Regions from separate parts of the Mus musculus genome. Here region 1 is linked to region 2. The links are chromatin contacts, called in public HiChIP or PLAC-seq maps. All regions are on one chromosome and are shown on one strand. The core of a region is the stretch at or near the end of the contact, and the rest is flanking DNA. Distances in the headings are between cores, read along the strand shown. Region 1 overlaps Phactr4 (phosphatase and actin regulator 4). Region 2 holds the start of Snhg3 (small nucleolar RNA host gene 3).

Region 1 (6,934 bases), core at 3,820-6,319, 35 kb after region 2:
GGAAGCTGTACTCACATGACTGCAGCTTAACTAGGGCACAGCAGTAAGGAGTTACAGATGAGCCGTGCTGATGGCAAGTGGGCTAAGCAGAAAGGAAGCACTAAGAACTGTACAGTGAGGCTGGAGCCTCACCGAGTATTCCCATCTGTTCCTGTTTTTATTTTTCTTCTGTTTTTGTTTTCTTATTTTATTTCATGTGTATGGGTACACTGTCACTGTCTTCAGACACACCAGAAGAGGGCATCAGATCCCATTACAGATGGTTGTGAGCCACCATGTGGTTGCTGGGAATTGAACTCAGGACCTCCGGAAGAGTAGTCTGTGCTTTTAACTGCTAAGCCATCTCTCCAGCCGTTCCTGTTATTTATTTATTTATTTATTTATTTATTTATTTATTTGGTTTTCTGAGACCCGTTCCTGTTATTTATTTATTTATTTATTTATTTATTTATTTATTTATTTATTTATTTGGTTTTCTGAGACAGGGTTTCTCTGTATAGCCCTGGCTGTCCTGGAACTCACTTTGTAGACCAGGCTGGCCTCGAACTCAGAAATCTGTCTGCCTCTGCCTCCCGAGTGCTGGGATTAAAGGCGTGCGCCACCACGCCTGGCTTTATATTTATTTTTGAGAGAGGGTCTTACAATGTAGCTCTGACTAGCCTAGAACTCACGTAGCCCCCCAGGCTAGACCTTCCTATGTTCCTTAGTGTGCAGCACTAAGTTTGTCTTTACTGAACAGCTTTAAACCCATCAAAATACCAACCTGGGAATGAGGCTACGGAATGCTAAGTGTCAGCCAGGCTTGCTGAAACAGGCCTGTAAGTTTCAATTATTCCAAAAGCTGAGAGGCAGGAGGATTATCACGGGTTCAGGCAGTCTGTGTAACCTGGTAAGAACCTGCATCAAAATGAAAACTAGACGGGGCCAGCAAGATGGCTCAATGGGTAAAGGTAGACGGTGCCACCCCTGAGAGATGGAGTTTGATTCCTGGAACCCACAGTAGAAGGAGAGAACGGACTGTAAATTAGAACTCCCCTGTGCTGGGACCTGACTCAACAAACAAGCAAACAAATTGTAGTTTAAAAAACAGCAGCACTGGGCTGGAGAGAGGGCTCAGCAGTTAAGAGCACTGACTGCTCTCCCAAAGGTCAGATCCCAGCAACCACATGGTAGCTCACAACCATCCATAATGAGATCTGATGCCCACTTCTGATGTGTCTGAAGACAGCTACAGTGTACTTATAGTAATAAATAAATCTTTGGGCCGGAGTGAGCGTGGCCTACCGGAGCAAACAGAGGTCCTGAATTCAATTCCCAGCAACCACATGATAGCTCACAACCATCAGTACAGCTAAAATGTACTCATAATAAATAAATAAATAAATAAATAAAAAACAGAAAAAGAAAGTGGCTGGGGGTGTAGGTCAGTGGTAGGTCACTTGTCCAACATGTGTCACACCTTACAGGTTTAATCATCAATGAAGGACTATTTATCTGTCTAAATTCTAAACAACTGAACTCTCAAGTAGGAGGTTATAGACATTTAGGGAGATGTGAAAAGTGGGGTGCGGCCGGTCGTGGTGGAGCACGCCTTTAATCCCAGCACTCGGGAGGCAGAGGCATGCGGATTTCTGAGTTCGAGGCCAGCCTGGTCTACAAAGTGAGTTCTAGGACAGCCAGAGCTATACAGAGAAACCCTGTCTCGGAAAAAAAAAAAAAAAAAAAAGAAAAGAGGGGTACTTCTAAAATAGGAAATTCGTTTGGTAGAGTGTGTACCTTCCAAGCACAAAGCCCTAGTTCCAGCTCTAGCATTATATAAACCAGACACAGCACATTCCTTCAATCCTAGTGCTAGGCAGGAAAATCACAAGTTCAAGATCATTCTTGCTATGTCAAGAATACAAGCAAGCCCTGTGCTACAGGATCCCATCTGGTAAATCAGTCAAATAATCCATCAGTCAATGGAACCCACGAGTGCTTTTGTTGTTATTGTTTCCAGGCTGACTTTGAGTTTCCTGTGTGGCCAAGGATAACCTTAAACTCTTGGCTCTTCCAGTCTGCATCTTCCAAGTGCTGGGATTTACAGCCTGTATCACCAAGCCCAACTAACTCAGGGAATTATTCTTTTTTATGCATATGTACAACGTGTATGTACCTGTGTGCAAGCACACTGGGCACACGCATGACATGGGATGATTGTGGAGGTCAGTAAGCTCTGGCTCATCTCTTTGGCTGAGACAGGCTCTCGGTTGGTTGCTGCACACCAGCTGGCCCTTAGGCCTCTGGGGATTTTCTGTCCTATCTTTTCATCGCCCCACAGAAGCACTGCATTACAACAGTGTGTGTGCAGCTGGCTTTACGTGCGTCCTGCAGGTTCCAACTGAGGTCCTCGTGTTTCTATCAAGCACTTTACCTGCTTAGTCACCTCCTTAGCCCAAATGAGGAACTCTTAAAAATAGAAGCCTTGGGCTGGCGAGATGGCTCAGCGGTTAAGAGCACCGACTGCTCTCCCAAAGGTCCTGCGTTCAAATCCCAGCAACCACATGGTGGCTCACAACCATCCATAATGAGATCTGATGCCCTTTTCTGGTGTGTCTGAAGACAACAACAGTATACTTACATATAACAATAAATAAATATTTAAAAAAAATAGAAGCCTTGTTTAGTTGTTTGTTTGTTTGTTTGTTTGTTTAGAGACAAGATCTCCTGGTGCCCGGGTTGGCCTGAAACTCAATGTCTAACTAAAAAGGACCTTGAACTTCTGATCCTTTTATCTCTGCGCCTCCCCTCTGTGGGGTCAGCTGCAGAGCACAAGCACACCAGGTTCTCTGCAATCGGGGAAGAGCCCAGGGCTTTGCTCAAACTAGGTGGGCACCCCCCTCGCTCCTCAGAACATTTAAATCTTAGTACCTTACCTTCTGATGTCTCTTTGAACTTATCACTGCTTTTTTTTTTCCTCCATTTCCACGGCTTGAAGATCTTGCCTAACGCTGAGAACTTGCTTTTCCTTTTGGTGGGAGGTGTTGTGTCCCCTGCTTCCACACTGTCCATGCCCATGCCTGGGTCTCCAGAGGGCTGCTCTGCTTCTTCTGTTCATGGAGAGGAACGGGAAGGGACAGCCAATTTATTATCCTTATATAGCCTCTAAAAATGTCCCCTCTTCCTGTAGCAGTCGGAAAGAATCAGAGCAATGACAATCACGCAGACAGTCACACTCCGGACATTACATGGACAAAGGCCCAAACTCAAACTTAAATCACTAAAGAAGCCATTTAAGAGGAAAATTTAGGGAGATGCTAGAATCAAGCCGACATCATTAGCATACACAATACAGTATAAGCTCTGTATCACTGAAGCAAGGACTCCCTCCGGAGACTGAGGGGATCGCTGTTAAATATTACCCTCTCAGCAATTCCCACGATTCAAGTAACTCAGGGACAGGCAAGTCATCAAGTGTTCACACCTTGTGTCTGTGTATCACATTTTTCTCCCCACACACAAAGAGCGCTGCATAACTGTGGAAGATTGGGAGACGAGGTGGGGACAGGGCGTTAGAGAAGATGCCCTGACATGGAAGGAGTTGGAAGAGTGGAGGTGAGGTTCTACTGCCTGTCACAGTATTACTTAGGGACATCCTGATAGTAAGGATCTATAACATAGGTGACATGCTACACGTTCACGACTGAGGTCAAAGGTCTCGAGACCCTCATAATGACACATGTGCAGGGCTTAGTTAGCTTTGAAGGTAGAGCAGGAAGGCAGCAATAACAAAAATGCAGGAAGGCAGTACAATGCAGCCTGCGCCCCACCCACTGTCCCAGGGGCCTCAGGAGCCATCTAGGGGTAAGGAAAGGCTCTGTGGCCTACTCCTGGGGTTAAGGTGCTTGCTGCATCACAGAATCGCACTTCCCTTCCCACTAGCAGCAACAATGTTGGAGGCAGGAAAAGTCTGACACTTGTACTGAACACAATGATCTCCTTTTGACACTGTAGCTTTGTGTTACTGTTTTCTTTCAATTACATTTTTTTTTTTTTAAATTTAGCTTCTGTGCATCTGTGTGGGTGTGGAGGCAGGGGAGGAGCACACAGACAGAGCATCCGTGGAGGAGAGAGACGCAGCTCACTCCTCTGCTTCCACTGCATGGGCCCCAGGACTGAACCAGATCATCAAGAGTGGCTTCCAGCACCGTTACCTAGGAGGCATCTTGGGGCTGGTTTAGGTTTTTTGAGACAATGGATTGCTAGGTCTGGTCTTGAATGTGTGATCCTCCCGCCTTAACCTCTTAAGTGCTGGAATTACAGGTGTGTGCCTCCACATATGACTCCTGTAAATCTCCTGTTAGCACATCTACAGGCATTCCAGGAAATAATCAGAAAATGTTATTTGACTGAAGAAAGGAAAACTACACCTAAAGTTTTAATTGGACTGAAAATGTTAAAGAAAAGATCATAAAGAAAAGCAGCCAACATTTTAGCAGCACAGAGAAGCTCCTGCCTGAAAGCCTCTCAACAAAGTATCATCCGTCACTTAGCCTCTTCTGCTGCTTAAAAATCATAGCTAATCACTTCCTTTTCCGTTTTCCTTTATGTGAGGGAGGGTTTCTCTGTATGGCTCTGGGTGTCCTAGAACAGTCTCTGTAGACCAGGCTGGCCTCAAACTCAAATTTACAGAGATCCACTAACTGCGTTCCAAATTAAAATTTAATTTGATGCTTTTAAAACTTCATTATGAGCCGGGCGTGGTGGCGCATGCCTTTAAACCCAGCACTCGGGAGGCAGAGGCAGGCGGATTTCTGAGTTCGAGGCCAGCCTGGTCTACAAAGTGAGTTCCAGGACATCTAGGGCTATACAGAGAAACCCTGTCTCGAAACCCCCCCACTCAAAAAAAAACCAAAAAAACTTCATTATGTTGAACAATATATTTATATGTCATCTTTCTTTCAAGGATTCACAACGACAAGGAGTAGGGATGTACCTCAAGTTTCCAAAGCATGTATGTGGCTCTAGGTTTAAACCCAATTGAAACATGCACACACACTCGCACACACACACCCACACACATTCTCATTTTGCTTTGTATAAAGCAGGTCACTGAACATATCACTAAATACAGAAAGTGAAAAAGAAAGTGTTCTCTGTAAACCAAGCTGGCCTCAAACTCAGGGACCTGCCTGTCTCTGCCTCCCGAGTGCCCAGCAGGAACAGGGTCTCCTTTGCTTCTCTCTTCATAAGTATCTAATTTTGTCAAATGTTTTAGAAGAACAGAACCTTGATATTTTCCAATTCATTCATTCATATTAACATTTAATTATTTATCTATCTTTGTATTTTTATTTTTGCTTGTTTTAAGCAAAATTTAAAACCTGGATCTTAAGTAGCTCAGGATGACGTTGAATTTATTTGTAGCTGAAGATAACCTTGAACCCCAGAACCTCCATGGTCTTGTTCTCAAATGCTGAGATGACAGGTGTGAGCCACCACATCCGGCTTCACTCACATCTCTGCTCCTCCTCCTCTCCACTCCCTAGTCTCAATGACAAACTGCATATTATTTCACTGACTCACATGTCTGTCCAAATATTTAGAATCAGCCCAACTGCCTTTATAATATACAGGATCTGCAGGAAGTGGGGCCATGAATCCTTTTAAAACTCTCAGTCAGGTGTGATGGCATACGCCTATAATCTTAGCACCAGGAGGCAAAAGCAGGAGGATCAAACGTTCCAGGACAGCATAAGATGCATAGTGAGACCCTGTCTCAAAAACACAAGGGCAGGGCTGAGGAGCGCCTATGAGTGTGGCACTGGCATGAGGTTCTGCAAACAGCTAAGCACCACAAAAGAAAAAAACCCTAAATATCCAGGGGTCCCTGTCCACCAAGTTTGCTATCCAATTGAAGGAGAAAACTGACTCCCAATCCCAAACACATCATACACTCACACTGATAATAAATAAAATAATAAGGAGCTAGAGAGATGGCTCAGCAGTTAAAAATACTTCATTGAGGGGCTGGAGAGATGCTGTACTTCCAGAGGCCCTGAGTTCAATTCCCAGCAACCACATGGTGACTCACAACCGTCTGTAATGGGATCCTATGCCCTCTTCTGGTGTGTCTGAAGATATCACAACAATATACTCACATATATACAAATAAGTTAATTAATTAAAAAAATTTTCATTGCTTTTGCAGAGGACCAAGGTTCAAGTCCCAGCACCTACATAGTGTACAACTCTAGTTCCAGAGGCTCAGATGCCCTCTTTTGACCTCGATAGGCATTAGGCATGCACACAGTACATATACAAACATACAGGGAAAATACACATACACACAAAACAAGTCATTTTTAAAATTAAAATAATACACAAAATGTATCATGGCAGGACGCACTGGCTCAGACTTATCATCACAGCAGTATCACTATGGGAAGGATTACAAGTTTGAGGGCAGCATAGATTATGTATATAGCAAGCCTTGTCTCAAAAGAGACAAACCTGTAACAATGTATACTGTGTATGCTTGGGTGTAGTGTAGTGGTCCAAATGTGCCAGTCAGCTCAAGTCAGTTCACTGTGTTACACAACACCGTGTCGGTGCGTTGTGTCCTTGTTCTAGCAACTGCTGGGAGAGGGACAGTAAAAGCTCTAGTTAGCAAAGTCATTTGTCGCTGTTTTGTGTGACAAGGTCTTACTCTGTTGGATAATTACAAATTTAATTATGTTTTCCACTTTAAAAAAAAAATTAAGAGCCAAGTATGGTGGTGCATGCCTTTAATCCCAGCACTCAGGAGGCAGAGTAAGGCTTATCTTTGAGTTTGAGGACAGCCTGGTCTACAAAGTAAGTTCCAGGACAGCCAGGGCTACACAGAGAAAACTTGTCTCAAAAAAACAAAAACAAAAATTTAAGGAATTAGTATGTAAGGGTATTTTACTTCCAT
Region 2 (7,012 bases), core at 1,078-3,577:
TGTAGTAGCTCACAACCTAAATGGTATCTGATGCCCTTTTATGGGATGTCTGAAGACAGCTACAGTGTACTTTCATATAATAAATCATTCTTTTAAAAAAAAGTAGACCTAGGGGCTCCACTAGCCAGTCTTGCAGCTCCATTTTGCTTCACATCCCTTCTGGTCTAAGTGCAAACACTCCCCAACCCCAGAGGCCACCAATTCTCACACCCATTTTCAAGAACAGGGAAACACAGCATCTCTAAGGCCTACCTTCAAGGTATCTCCCCAGTGGCCCCATCACTGAGGGTCTTAACTTTTCCATGATCAAGGCAGGCAGCAGAGTCATCAATTTTCCATTATGACCTAGGGACCAGTCTACCTCATATCATAAGGCCCCTGTTAGGCCTATCCATGTTGAACTGCTTGGGACTAACTTCCCACATAACTCATCCATTCGACCAGTTTCCTATCTCACACTCCAGAGCAGAGGAAGGAACAATCTTAGTATTTGGAGGGACCAAGCACTCACTCAGGGTTTATCCTGACCCACCTGCAGCCTTCTGCTCACACACACACATTAAATCACAGGAAAAGACATTCAAATGCTTTAATTCAGATTTTAACTTATGACAATAATCTTACAGAGAATGTGGGAACAGAAAAATGACATATATGGTTTATATAATATGGTCTGGGGGAAACCTGTTGGGACCTCAAAAAATGAGAACCATGGTGAAGGTTCTCAAATCTAGACATAACCTATCAAAAGAAATGTATTTACCAGAGTTAAGTAGGCAGAAAAGCTTGCCCCAGCTTCTAATGGCCGAGGCTGTAACAGACAAAATTTTAGCACGCTGTATATAATAACTATTCAGTAGGTGCCCCCGCTGATTCTCTTCTTTCCTGGAAGAGGGGAAAAAAAAAACAACACAAACATCAGGTTCCTAAAGTTGACATACCAAAAGCCTTAGGAATTTAAATTTTTGTTTCCTGCATGGTTTGTCTCCTCAGTCATGGTCCACGGGACTCTGAGAAGTCGTAGGAATATGCAGGCGCAGACTCGAAAGCCCAGCTTCATCTCCAACGTTGTGGAAAGGGACTGTACATCACCGGGCAATGCCCTAAGCTCCCGTTCGCCACTAGGACAGAGCCCGGGGAGAGTGACCTCCCGGGATATCCACGTTGGAATGTCTGGTTAGCACCCAAACGTTTAGTCAACTTCAACAGGCGACTACACCCCCCCCCCCCACACACACAGTGTATATCACTAATAACGTACACATGGAGCAGAAAGCACTAAGCCAGCCTCAGGGTGAACGTACCTCCATCAACAAAGTACCTGAAATCATTGACCGGGTCTGCAAGAGAAGACTTTAATCAGTAAGTTAAACCCTTAGAGTACTCGGACGCACCCCCAGATTGCATGACTTAAAAAACTGTTTCCTGCATGGTTTGTCTCCTCAGTCATGGTCCACAGGACTCTGAGAAGTCGTAGGAATATGCAGGCGCAGACTCGAAAGCCCAGCTTTATCTCCAACGTTGTGGAAAGGGACTGTACATCACCGGGCAATGCCCTAAGCTCCCGCTCGCCACTAGGACAGAGCCCGGGGAGAGTGACCTCCCGGGATATCCACGTCGGATAGTCATGGTAATGTCTTTTTTTTTGACAAAATGCCACAGGGTCCTTTTGCCAGACCTCCAGCTGGAGGAAAAACCCCAAAAACGCCTGTCTCCAGAGTGCTGTGACTACAGACTTCAGCCACCTTTTCAGATCTTGAAGCAAACAGAACACAACACCCCCATCGGAACCAAACTATCCAGAAATTATCTACCTAAAAAAGGGTCCTCTGAAAAATGGGAGATTAATGAACAAAAAACTGCAGAAATCCCGTTACAAGGTGAAGAGAAAGTATAACTGGGAAGCAAGGCGAAATGATTAAGTTAAAACCGAACGCTGGAAGGCGGCTAACACTTCAAATCACAAGGCAGGAACCAAAGACCCTGTCCTCTTAAAGTGAACATTAAAGGAAAGTGCGTAGACCAACTCAGTCTCCCAGGCAATAATCCTGCGAGCGTTGGGATCCCCGAAAGAAAACGGTTACTGGGCTCGGAGGCGCGTGACCTCACGCCATGCTCGGCTAGTGAGCCCGGCCTCCCACACCGGGTCCGCCCAGCCGCGACCCTGCCTGTCTGCGGAGCCCGTGCGGGACCGCGCGGGCAAACCCTCAGCAGCCGAGAGCAGCGCACTGTACTCACCAAGAACAAGCACACCAAGAGAGCGACGCCTAGAGAGACAGACCCGCGCCGACGCAGCCATATTTATACCTTAAGTAACGCCCGGAAGTCAGGCGTGGTCGACTATGCCTGCGCCTGCGCAGGGTTACGCTCACTTAGAAGCATTGGAAATGCGCTAAGGCTGATGGGATCGAGAACTTTTACCCTACTAAGGTGTTGGCGGTCTTAGCGTGAAATTGTTGAGCTTGTGAGGTTTGTCCTCTCGGCCTGGATACACTGGTATATGCAAAATGAAAAAAAAAAAAAAAGCCTAGAGAAATATTTTCTAGATTCCAGAGTTTGAATCTACTTTGTTTGTGGAAGGAACAGTTGATACAGAACATAGATGCTACAATTAAAAACTTCCCATGGAGGGGGCCTGAGAGGTGGCTTAGTGGTTAAGATTCCTGGTTGAAGGCGGGAGGGTGGCGCACGCCTTTAGTCCTAGCACTCAGGAGGCAGAGGCAGGCGGATTTCTGAATTTAAGGCCAGCCTGGTCTACAGAGTGAGTTCCAGGTCATCCAGGGCCACACAGAGAAACCCTGTCTCGAAAAAACAAAAACAAAACACTAATGCTGTTTCCCAGATTTTTAAGACATGAAATTAAGCCTGATGAATGTTGTTGTGAAATATTTATTTGAAAGAATGGCTGTCTGGGCGTGATGGTGTAGGTTTTTCTGTTTTGTTTTTTGAGTCAGGGTTTCTCTGTATAGCCCTGGCTGTCCTGGAACTCTTTGTACACCAGGCTGGCCTCGAACTCAGAAACCCGCCTGCCTCTGCCTCCAGAGTGCTGGGATCAAAGGCGTGCGTCACCACACCCAGCTCCCATTGAGCCATCTTGTTGGCTCTGCCCTCTCCTTTCTGACATGGTTTTTCAGACCTCAGTCTCTCTCCACGAAAAACAGTGGGCAGTGTGAACCTTCAGAACAACCTTCTGGAGATGTTTTAACCCCAAAGCTGCAGGAACAAGGGGAGACCTAATAATCTGGACCACGGGAACATGGGATCAGAGAAACATCCAACAAAAAGTTCTGACTACTGGTTTCTTTTCACGCTTAGGGAAGGGTAATGTGCCAAGTGCCAAGCAGCAAATGAGTCACTGCTGAGGTGCCCTGGGCAGAAACTGGGCAGCCTGCCAGAGAGGACAGGCAGTACCAGCCACTCTGGTGACACCAGCCTGGTGACACCAACCTGAGGTTCATTCAGCTGTGGGCCATATTGAGTTAATCCTTGTAAGGGACTGTTGAAACTCCTTGTTCTCAAACATATGTAAAAATGGCATTTGTCAGCTGGGCGTGGTGGCACATGCCTTTAATCCCAGCACTCTCGAGGCAGAGGCAGGCAGATTTCTGAGTTCAAAGCCAGCCTGGTCTACAAAGTGAGTGCCAGGACAGCCAGGGCTACACAGAGAAACCCTGTCTCAAAAAAACAAAAACAAAAACAAAAACAAAAAAAAAAAAAAATATATATATATATATATATAGTATTTGTCTTGACCTTTAAAACAAAAAAACAAAAACAAAAAAAAACAAAACAACAAAAAAAAACAGCCGTGAGTGGTGGCGCATGCCTTTAATCTCAGCACTCCGGAGGCAGAGACAGGCGGATTTCTGAATTCGAAGCCAGCCTGGTCTACAAAGTGAGTTCTAGGACAGCCAGGGATATACAGAGAAACCCTGTCTCGAAAAACCAAAACCAACCAACCAAACAAACAAAAAACAAAAAAAAAAAAACCAACCCTGACCTACACAATCTCATTTTCCAGACAGGGTGGGGAGTGGTTAGGCAGGTGAGGCACCTAGTGGAGTTACCAGACATAGGGGGTTCCCAATACTCCTCTCTCTGCAATTTAGAGAGAGGGGCCGGGGAATGAATATCATATACCCTGGGCTATGCTGGCTGGCTTTGAATTTGTTATATTATTCAAGATGACCTTGAACTTCTGACCCTTCTTGGCTTCAGAAGCACCCACCGGGAACACTTTGTCTTGTTTGATGCTGGGAACTGAACACAGGGATCCCAGGCAAGTGCTCTACTGGGCTATATCCCAGCCCTGTGATTTTTGTTTGTTCAGAGAAACAAACAAACATGATAGTTTCACTTCTGGCTACATTTAACATTATCATTTATCTTCTTTTTATTTGAAGTCGTTAGCAGTATTTTGGGTGTCACTTTTAAGTTGTTTTAATCTTCTTGAATAAAACAAAAGACCAGAGGTGAGGGATATGGCTTAGGGTGACTGTCTAACATGCATGAGGCCTGAGCTCAATGCCCAGCACTAAAAAAGTAAAAAGTAACACAAATTCAGTTTTTTTGATATTCTAAAATACTTTAATAATTAAGATTGGTAGGAAGGCTGATATACAACGTAATTATGTATTTTACAGGATTCTGTACAGTAGGGAAGCATCTTAACATGCGACAGCGAGGCTTTAAGTCCTTTACATTAGGACTGTAAGCTTCCACTTACAGAAAGAAGACACATAATCAACTTTTATATACATAAAAACAAAACCACTGCCTAGATGCAGCCCTAACATATCCTGCTTCAGAAGACAGATGAGATGAACAGAGTCAGAGCCCTTGATGGCACACACAAGCAGACGGGAGCTCAGGATTGGCACGTGAGGGAGAACAGCTGAGAGAAGCCGTTGCTGGCCGGCAGGTATGGTGGGTGCATCTGTGAGCCCTGTACTCGGGAGGTGGAGGCAGGGGATCCTTGGCTACATAGTGAGGCTACATAAGACCCTGTCTAAAAAAAAGGTTACCACACCCCAGACAGCACAGGCATATGCAAAGTACTCTCTAAACCTGGGACAGAGAAGGAGAAACGGGGCGGAGCAGGGTGGAGCAGGGCGGAGCAGGGGCGGAGCAGGGGCGGAGCACCGGCCTTGCTTGTGAGAACTGAGCCTTGGTCAGGATGTAATCGCAAAGGTTAGCAGCTCTGGCAACCTTGTATCTAGACAACTCACAGACTTGACAGAACTGTTGTTTTCTCTTCCTTTACTCAAGCAATATCAAGGTTTGAGGAGATGGGGACGGAGTGGGAAGGAGTCTTTGTTCCATAGACAGAAACTACATGGCAGGAAGAGAAAAAACAAACAAAAGCACTTTTTCCTTCATAGAGAAGAAAGTACTAGTTTTAAGGTCACTTTAGCTTTTTTTGTTTGCCCTATATTCTAACTCTTTAATAAGTGTGATGCTGACAAGGAGAAAATTGCTGAAAGAATACAGACAGGAAATAGAATAAAGCAAAAAACAAACAAACAAGAAAGCAAAGCCTTTTTAAGAGCCACAATCCACTAGCTGTTAAGGTGAGTAGAAGCTGGGTGTGGCCGTTGCCCTCGATGATCGCAGACTGGGAAGGCTGAGTAAGGAAGACTTCAAGTCAAAGGCTAGCCTGGGCTACATACTGAGGTATAGACTAAAACAAAAAGAAAAGCGACAAACCCAGTTACATTTCCCTTCCACTTACAATGTAAGTAGAATCCAGGCAGGAACAGTAAGGCTGTGTGGGTTTCAGGAAAAAAGTTCTTTGAAAAACATAACCAAATCTGCACCCCAATACAAGTGGGGAGGCCTGGCTGCAACAGGAATGGGAAGGCAAGTGAGGTGTTCGTTGTCGGGAGGGGGAGGGGCTAATTCAGTAGAGGGGCTGTGCAGTAAGGAGGGCCAACAGCACCAAGGAGTGAGCATGGGCACCTGTAGCGCACAGTGCTCCCACACAGTGCTCCCACAGGCCAAAGTGATTTATAGTATCATTTGGTACAGGGAACGTATAATAAAGTCTGCCCCGTGAGTCAGTTCTCTGCCAAACCGGCATTAACAGTAAGGCCTTTTTCTTGGTTTGTACATAGAAAATGCACGTGGCTTTCTCATTTGATCATTTGGATTCTGATTACAGCTCAGACTACATAATGAATGGATTTTCCCCATTTCTTTAAGCTCACTTTGAAATCAGGATGAGAGCATGAAGGCTCATGCTTATAATCTCAGCACTTGGGAGGCTGAGACAGAAGTTTGAGGCCAGCCTGGGCTACACAGTGAGTTTGAGGCCAGCCTGAGCCACAGGATAAGATCTTGTCTCAAAACAAAAAGGACCTAGGATGACAAGTGCCAAATGGAGGGAGGAACAGGCCGGAGCCTGCACTGGCTTCCTTCTGGTCAGACCTTATGCAGAGAAGTCCAAGCACTTTTCTGGAAGCGGGCCTTTGCTGGAAGGGCTGGTGTGTCCGAATGTTTTTTTTCCTGGTAAGAGAACCTGAGGGTTGGAATGAGCCTCCCTGAGCGGCTCTCAGACAGGACAGACAGGTAAGGCTCACGGTACAAACGGCCTCAGCACACCAAGTTGTCTTAGGGCAGCGTGTGCCGTAGCCAGAAAAACTCAAAACCTGTAAGAGGCCCTGTGCTTCTGTGGCTGGTGAGAGACACCCTCAAGTCTACTGCAGTGTTGTTAAAAGGCTCAAAGCATCGGTGTCTCATTCTTCTCTAAGGGGAGCACAAGGACACGCGTACAAGCGCTGCCTGCCCTGCCCAGATCCCAGAGCAGCTCTGGCTGTGTGAGAAGTGCTGTGCTCGCCCTGGAGACAAGAAGCAGACCAGCCATGCTTTTCCTTTTCCTGTGGTCCTTTAGCTCCTTTCTCAGGCTTCAGCTTCATGGGCGATGGTAGCTGGAAGGGGGCAAAAAGGGAGAAGTTATCAGACAATGGAGACGGCTTTCCTATTCCTGAAATTTGTTTGGGAAAAATCAAAGGAT

The links. HiChIP or PLAC-seq counts read pairs in DNA pulled down with a chosen protein or histone mark.
Region 1: an H3K27ac HiChIP or PLAC-seq map of CD8 T cells shows a contact between it and region 2, with 11 times the contacts expected there. The contact joins the enhancer-like site here to the promoter of Snhg3 in region 2. A contact is called at or near these places in 1 of 39 promoter capture datasets (embryonic stem cells), 1 of 15 datasets of contacts at CTCF or cohesin (CD8 T cells), 15 of 484 Hi-C or Micro-C datasets (the AML12 cell line, the C2C12 cell line, the G1E-ER4 cell line and 10 more), 13 of 115 datasets of contacts at active chromatin or transcription factors (CD8 T cells, the SCID.adh cell line, bone marrow-derived macrophages and 6 more) and 3 of 9 other capture datasets (adipose tissue, liver and pancreatic islet).

The regions. Positions count from the first base shown.
Region 1 is chr4:132,383,977-132,390,910 of GRCm38.p6, forward strand. It overlaps Phactr4 (phosphatase and actin regulator 4), which reads right to left. Exons shown (of 13, transcript NM_001161797.1): 3 at 2,916-3,089. Among named protein-coding and RNA genes, the nearest start is that of Snhg3, 34 kb to the left of the region's middle. Within about 2 kb of position 5,070, at least 33 of the 459 cell types and tissues checked have an H3K27ac peak or open chromatin away from gene starts, as enhancers often do. A contact at or near this core is called in the C2C12 cell line, CD8 T cells, the G1E-ER4 cell line and 3 more, where this site is marked.
Region 2 is chr4:132,351,359-132,358,370 of GRCm38.p6, forward strand. It overlaps Snhg3 (small nucleolar RNA host gene 3), which reads right to left and starts at 2,328. Exons shown (of 3, transcript NR_003270.2): 1 at 2,239-2,328; 2 at 1,305-1,340; 3 at 575-885. Snora73b (small nucleolar RNA, H/ACA box 73b) reads right to left here and starts at 1,168; the gene lies at 964-1,168. It overlaps Snora73a (small nucleolar RNA, H/ACA box 73a), which reads right to left and starts at 1,621; the gene lies at 1,417-1,621. Phactr4 (phosphatase and actin regulator 4) reads right to left here. Exons shown (of 13, transcript NM_001161797.1): 13 at 4,565-6,926. The coding sequence ends at 6,911. RefSeq lists a cis regulatory region at 2,067-2,586.